Linked DNA regions of Gossypium hirsutum: region 1 is linked to region 2. A link is a contact called in public Hi-C data. All regions are on one chromosome and are shown on one strand. Each heading gives the region's core, a stretch centred on a gene start, on an enhancer-like site or on the middle of the called end of the contact. The rest is flanking DNA. Distances are from core to core; before and after follow the strand shown.

Region 1 (3,397 bases), core at 185-2,684, 320 kb after region 2:
AAGAAGCCACTCAATCTATTCCCCATAGATTTCTGAGAGGAAAAGTATCCATTTCTCTCACACTTGTTATTTTTTTTTTTTGGTTTTCCCCATTATACAATACTGAACCATTACAAGAAAAAACAAAGCCATCCTGTGTCTCAGGAATCCTACTCTTTTTCATCTTGCTCTCAAAGTTTAAAACTTTACTGGCCCGATCCTTGGGAGTCATCCTTAGCAGGGGTTTGTTGCTGGTGCTGATGCTGATGTTGGGGTTGCATCCGAGCTTGCTCCATCTGCTGATAAATCTGGTCCAAAGCATGAGGATTTAAGACCCCAATATGACCATCTTGAGATAACCCAAGTTCCAAACCCGGGAGCTGCTGATTAGCTCCGCCCAAGATTGAGGTGAAACTTATCTGACCCATGTTACTAGCTGGCAAGTCAAAACCTGGAAACCCAAGCTTTTGCAGATAATTGGAACTATCACTGCCAAAATTTGTTGTAGACGGACCAGATGATGACTGAAACCCAAAACCACTGACTGGTGGCCATAACCCGGTCGCCACATGATGGGGTCTTCCCAAATTGCCACCAACCATTGTCCAACTGGTCCTACTGCTCCCTGATCCTATACTGGACCCCCCTAAATCTTCCATCTTTTGGTGCAACCCTGCTGATAGAGAGGCCCCTGGCTGTGAAACTGAGCCCCAAGCTGCAGCCAAAGCTGATGCTGGAATTGTTCCGCTCCCAGTGGCGGCAATTATTGATGGTTCAGCTTGTTGTAACAGCCACTGTATTGTTTCCCCATCAGACTTGTGACCCAATTCCCTGGTCAACTGAAAGATTCTAGCAGCACATAAAGCAGGCATCCTTATCCTTCTACCTCTTCCTTCAACTTTGGTGTGCCTGTCTTTGTTAGAACTTCTCTTTGGGGCCAACTGTTGCTTCTTCCCTTCTCCTTTATCTGCAACCACAATCTGGAAATCCTTGATTTCTGCTTCTTTATTCTCTCCCATGTTTTGAGGCCGTTGCTGTTGGGGTTGGGGTGGCAGGCTCAACAAGTTGGCTACTTCCTCTGGAGGCTGCTTGGCGCCCTTGGGATCCATAAACAGGTAAAAAATGGGTGGGGGGTGTGGGGGCAAATTAAAAGAACAAAAAAAAAAAAAAATATATATATATATATATATATATAAAGAGGAGTCCTCTTTGATTGAAGAAGGTGACCTGAAAAGTCCTAGACTTTGATGACTTTTCACTGTTCTCTGACAAGGAATGTGAAGACAAACTATGATAATTATAATATTGAAATCCCAAAGCCCACACTCCCGAAATGTCAAAATTTTTATTCTTGGTTTTCACAAGATGTCATTTTTCTTTCTTTTCTCTCTCCATGGCTCATGTATGAATGCATGAGCCTTTCCTTTCTTCGTCACTTCCCCTTTTTCTCACTGCAGTGAAGGGGGCTTTTGACTAACATTTCTGATATGATAGCTACTTGAACTGCCATTTTCACCTGAAGACACTAATTCGCACAGAATATATCATTTACAATAATTATTATTATAAATTACAATTTCAAAATTATAAATAAGATATTCACGCATCCCCATATAACCATATGTAATATCCATAGATTGATGGATTTCTTCCATTTCTCTTCATCACACCTTCACCCTACATTATAATAAAAGCAATATAATAAGGGTAAATTTTTATTTATTTTATAAATAATTTTAAAATTTTATATTTATTTTTTAAAATATTTATTTTTGAATGTTTCATTATATTTTTACACGATACTTGTCAATCACTTGTTTAGTAACGAAGCTAGAACAATTTTTTAGGGGCAAAATAATTTTAATTTTTTATAGTCTATATATTTATAATTTTTAAAAAATTAAATCGAATTTTTATAATTTTAGAGAGTAAAAGTGTAATTTTACCTTTATTAATTTAAAATTTTTTAAAAAAATTAGAAGGCCTAAATAATAATTTTTTATTTTAAGAGGACGGGACCTATGCCAGCCCCGAGATTCGCCTCTGCACCTATTTGTGAAGTTTTAAAACTCAATAGTATATTAAATAATTTTTATATAATATGGATAATTAATTTTAATAATATCTATGTGGTATTATAAAATAAATAAAATAAATAATGATTTAATGATATCACGTTTACATGGTTAAAACTAATTATCTATGTATTTATTATTAATATGAATTTTAAAATATAAATCAATATAATAATATCAATAAAAAGGAATGTAATATTTTTTTTTATTTTAATTTTTCTATAACAATTTAAACTTGAATTATTTAAAATATAAATATTATATTTTTAAAGAAATAAATATTATATTTCAATCAAAATAATGATTATGATTTTTTTTGGTATAACTACATGTGTTTTGATTTATTTTACAGTGAGATTAATCTTGATCGGGCAAAGTGATATTCAAGTAAAGCCTTCTCAAGGATATCGACTCCAAAATTCGAATTTAGTCCACTTCTTCCAACCACTTATTGATTTTATAATTATGTAATTAATTTGTTATAAAATATTATTATTTACTTCTATACTATATATTAGTTGAGAATTAATTATGACTTAGCATATTAAGAAAAATTTAAATCTAAAATGTATAACTTAGTAAATTAACTTATTATTTTTTATATTATAAAGCTTGAAGTATAATTTCACTTTGATAATATAAAAAATAATTTATTCATATACTGTCAATAATGTACTATTATAACATCTTTTCTACTATTTTTTAGCTACTATTAGTATTACTACTTCTATAAATCATTTATTGATATGTTATTATCATATAGTTATAAAGTTTATTGAATGTATTAGACACTCCCAAACACATGGAAGTACCAATTACTAACTTCCCTCCTCTACACATCTCATAAGGTGTCATTTTAGTCTTTGGCCTCTACAAGACTATTAATCATATGGTAAGTTATATCAATAGCTTCTACCTAAAACCTGTGAGAAATTCCCATGGCACTTAGCATAACACGAGCAATATCCTAAATTGTCCTATTGTTACTCTTAATAATCTCGTTCTGTTATGGAGTTTTTGGACCAAAAAACTCATGTTGAATGTCGTATTGTCAAAAATATATGAGAATTATTCATTCTCAAATTCCTCTACTTGGTCATGCATCCTAACAATTTTCCCAATAAGATAACAATTTTCATTCTCAGCTTTTTTACACAGTTTCTTGAAGGCATCAGATGTGTTGAACTTTTCACACAAGAATCTTACCTATGTAAACATGGAATAGTCATCTACACTTACAAGAACATATCTTTTACATCCTAAGCTTTAAATCTTCATTGACCCTATCAAATTCATTTATAGAAGCTTTAAAGGTTCAATTGTTTGAATCAATTATAATTGGG
Region 2 (3,676 bases), core at 58-2,557:
AATTTATTATTCTCACCAACAACATTAACACACTCCTTAGCTTGCAAATACCAAAACCCATGCCATGCCCCATTGGCTTCCCACCCAAACCTTTTTTAAACCCTCAGCATCTCATTGTGCTTCCTTTTGTTTTCACCACTTTAATTTTAGTTAACTTCATAATCATGAAAAATAAAATAAATAAATAAAAATGCAGGTATTGTTGCATAAATGTTAGACAAGGCTGCATGTATAGTCCAAGGCATGCGTGCGTGCTGCATGTGAGCCATGGAAGCAACATTGCATGTGCTTCCGTACTTGTGGAGAAAAGATATTAAATTTATCAAATAATTTAGGAGGGATAAAATCTAGACAAACCCAATCGTGGTTGACAAAGAGTGATTGGTAAGTTATTTATGACTATCATGTTTCACTCTTTTTATATTTACCTTTTCAAATAAGTTTTTATAATTCCAGTCTACCCTATTAAATAAATAAAATTATTATTTGATAGAAATAATTATTCATGATATTAATTTTATTGAAAAGCCTAGAAAGTCAAGTCTAAAAGGAATAAAGATCAAATTCTTCCTTATTGGAAGCTAAATATATAATCTAAGATGCTAAACAGATAATATAAATTATGTGTCCCATATGTAACAAATATTTGCAATATTCTAATTCTCTTCTGTTTATTTTTTTCCCTCTAGAAAGGAAGAAACCGCCCCACACCAGTTATAGAATCAGAGCGCTTGAGAATGTTCATATTCGACCTCACCACTAGATCATCATATTAATTAATAAAAAAAATAAACTAACGTAATATATAATTAAAGGATAAGTAGGTACATATACAAAAAAAAAAGATTGAAAGAGAATAAAATTCATTAAAAAAAACATTAACATATTAACAAAGAATAATTTTTTGATGAAAAGATTACCTCATGATTATATATATAAAAGTTGGAAACTAAAATATCCATCGCAATCATCAGTGATCAACTAAGAATATGAGTTGACATATATCATGTAGTCAATTAGATGAAAATTAATGATAACTTTTTTTAGTCTCACACCCTCGTAATTATTTAGTTGAATTTCTAAATGAAAGCAAAACTTCTCAATTAGTTCACACAACTCAGATGATATATATAACTCGTTATTATTGCTTAAACCCATGAAAAGACCTTTCTTTTTTTTTAAGGAAAAGGACAACATAAATAGCTCTTTTTACTGCCATCTCTCTCTCCAAATATTGAACTGGACTGGAGTGAGGACTGCAAAAGACTCAAGAGACCAACTTTGTTTACTTTCCTTTATATTCACATTAAAATAACAATAAAACATTGATGATTCCCCAAAAAAACTTGCCCATATTTTGCATTCCCTTCTCTATAAATACCAACTAAAACCTTCCTCGTTTCTCACCAGCGGCAAGCTTCACCATTTGATCTCACTCACTGACCTCAGCCAAAATCCCAAATCTTCTTTCTTTTTTCCCCCCTCTATTAATTTCTTGCAGCAGAAGCAGTCACCTTATTAGCATTTACTAAAAAAAATGCATTGCCAGACAGGTTCATGGGGTTCTTACGTGCCGACCACCAGGACTACAGTTGGGGATCCATTGGAGAGGATAGAGAGGTTGGCTTCGGAGAATGCGGTGGTTGTATTTAGTATTAGCAGTTGTTGCATGTGCCATGCCATTAAGAGGCTGTTTTGTGGGATGGGAGTAAACCCAACTGTGTATGAGCTGGATCAAGACCCTCGAGGGAAAGACATGGAGAAAGCTTTGATGAGGTTGCTTGGAAGCTCTCCTGCTGTTCCTGTTGTGTTCATTGGTGGGAAACTTGTGGGTACAATGGATAGAGTCATGGCTTCTCATATCAACGGCACTCTTGTTCCTCTTCTCAAACAAGCTGGTGCTCTCTGGCTTTGATCATCTTTGGCATTCCTCATTAAAAAAAAAAACTGATAGAGAAAAGCATGGCAGAGGAAGAGGAGTGATAGTTTTGGAGTCTACTCCATTTTGGAATACAGCAGTAGCTGATATGTCTTTAGTCTCTCAAGCTTTTCCTTCTTTTTTTTTCCTTCTTATTGGTGTTTTACTCACAAGTGGGTCTTTTTGGTGTGCCCTTTGTTTCAAGTTTTAACTAGTCTTTGATCTCAAGTGTGAAATGTAATGGCTGATGGTTCCCTCCTCTGTACAAAGGAAACAAATTAAAATAGTTATTTTCAATGAGTTCCCACTTCATTTTTTATTTTGTTTGTTTCTTTAGTTTGCTTTTTTTTTTTCACCAAACAATGAAATTGGAGGGGCTTAGACAAGAACTCAGTTCCTGAACAGCCATAAAAACAGTAAAACTAAAGGATTTGACGATTAGTGACTAGCTAGGAAGGAAGAGGGGTCAATGTCCGTACAACCATTGATTTCTTATTGGGATTAACACGTGTGGTGAGAGTGGATTATGATGACGTGTATGATTTTGTGGGGTTGGAAAGATTAATATGTATTCGAGAGAGAGAGGCCGGTGAGTTGCTAGAGATGGAATCTTATGAATATGGTGCTGGGGAAATGGATAGGAACGAGGAGCTATTGGAAGTTTTGACTTTTGGGAGGTGGGTGGGCGTTGGGAGTGGCCGAGGAACCTTTCCATCGCCATGGCCATGGGCATTGGGCTCTCTTAGCATAAATATAAAGGCATATAATTATTCTTCTTGTTATGGGTGTGAGATTCATGATTTGATTCTTTTTCCCATAAATATTTACTTATTCAGTCTAATCTACTTGGAATTTCCAAGACTAACTTGCAGTTCCAGTGAGCTTCTGGATAGTGCAAAAGTTATGGTATTTTGGACCCAAGTGGTTGAATGTTTCTCATATATATAGGACATAGGATGATAAGGTAGAAAGGGACAGTCATACATTGATGATGATTCACGAAACTTTAGATCATGTTGACCTCCATTCCATATATTACATATATGTAGCAGTAGTCCAGGTCTAAATAAATCACCCCAAACATTTCTGCCTTCAAAATTTACACACAACACAACAATCCAATAATTTGTTAAGGCCTGCATGCAAATGCAAAACCACCCACCAAACAGCCCAACGCTTGGAAACCCATTCTGTTCTGCCCCAACTCAACCAAATCGTCTTTAAACCCATTTTAACCTGCTAAGATTAAACTTTCCAAAACAATGCTTAACCTGTAAATTGGTATCAATCTTGATACTTAGGGTCTGTTTGATTGGCTGTAAAATGTTTTCCGTAAAATGAATTCTGGAAAATATTTTACTTTTCTGTAAAATGACTTACTGGAAAATATTTTCTGGTGTTTGATTGAATCTTTGTAAAATATTTTCTGCTGTTTGACAGATTTCCTGAAAATATTTTCCGGAAAAGTTGTTTTTTACATATATTAATATATATTAATAAATTTTTATATTTTAAATTGTTTTTACATATATTGCAATGATTTATTTATAATAATACTCAATAATAAGCTACAATATTGATCGTTATAAATTGAAAAAATATTATCCATAATGAGTACTAGTAAGAATATTGAATAATTATAAATTGCTTCGAAACCATAATGAGTACTAGAAATAATATTATCCAAATACATAATTAGTAGTACACCACATAGTAACAACATTGTCGAAGTGCATAATATTACACCACATAAAAGTA

The links. A called contact is a pair of places that touch in the nucleus more often than the background predicts.
Region 1: a Hi-C map of leaf shows a contact between it and region 2, with 2.5 times the contacts expected there. The contact joins the promoter of LOC107957027 here to the promoter of LOC107942705 in region 2. A contact is called at or near these places in 3 of 34 Hi-C or Micro-C datasets (hypocotyl, leaf and petal).

The regions. Positions count from the first base shown.
Region 1 is chrA05:83,270,187-83,273,583 of Gossypium_hirsutum_v2.1, forward strand. LOC107957027 (transcription factor TCP20) reads right to left here and starts at 1,435. Exons shown (of 2, transcript XM_016892451.2): 1 at 1-1,435. The coding sequence starts at 1,088. The coding sequence ends at 186.
Region 2 is chrA05:82,947,959-82,951,634 of Gossypium_hirsutum_v2.1, forward strand. It overlaps LOC107942705 (glutaredoxin-C1), which reads left to right and starts at 1,308. Exons shown (of 1, transcript XM_016876426.2): 1 at 1,308-2,215. The coding sequence starts at 1,538. The coding sequence ends at 1,915.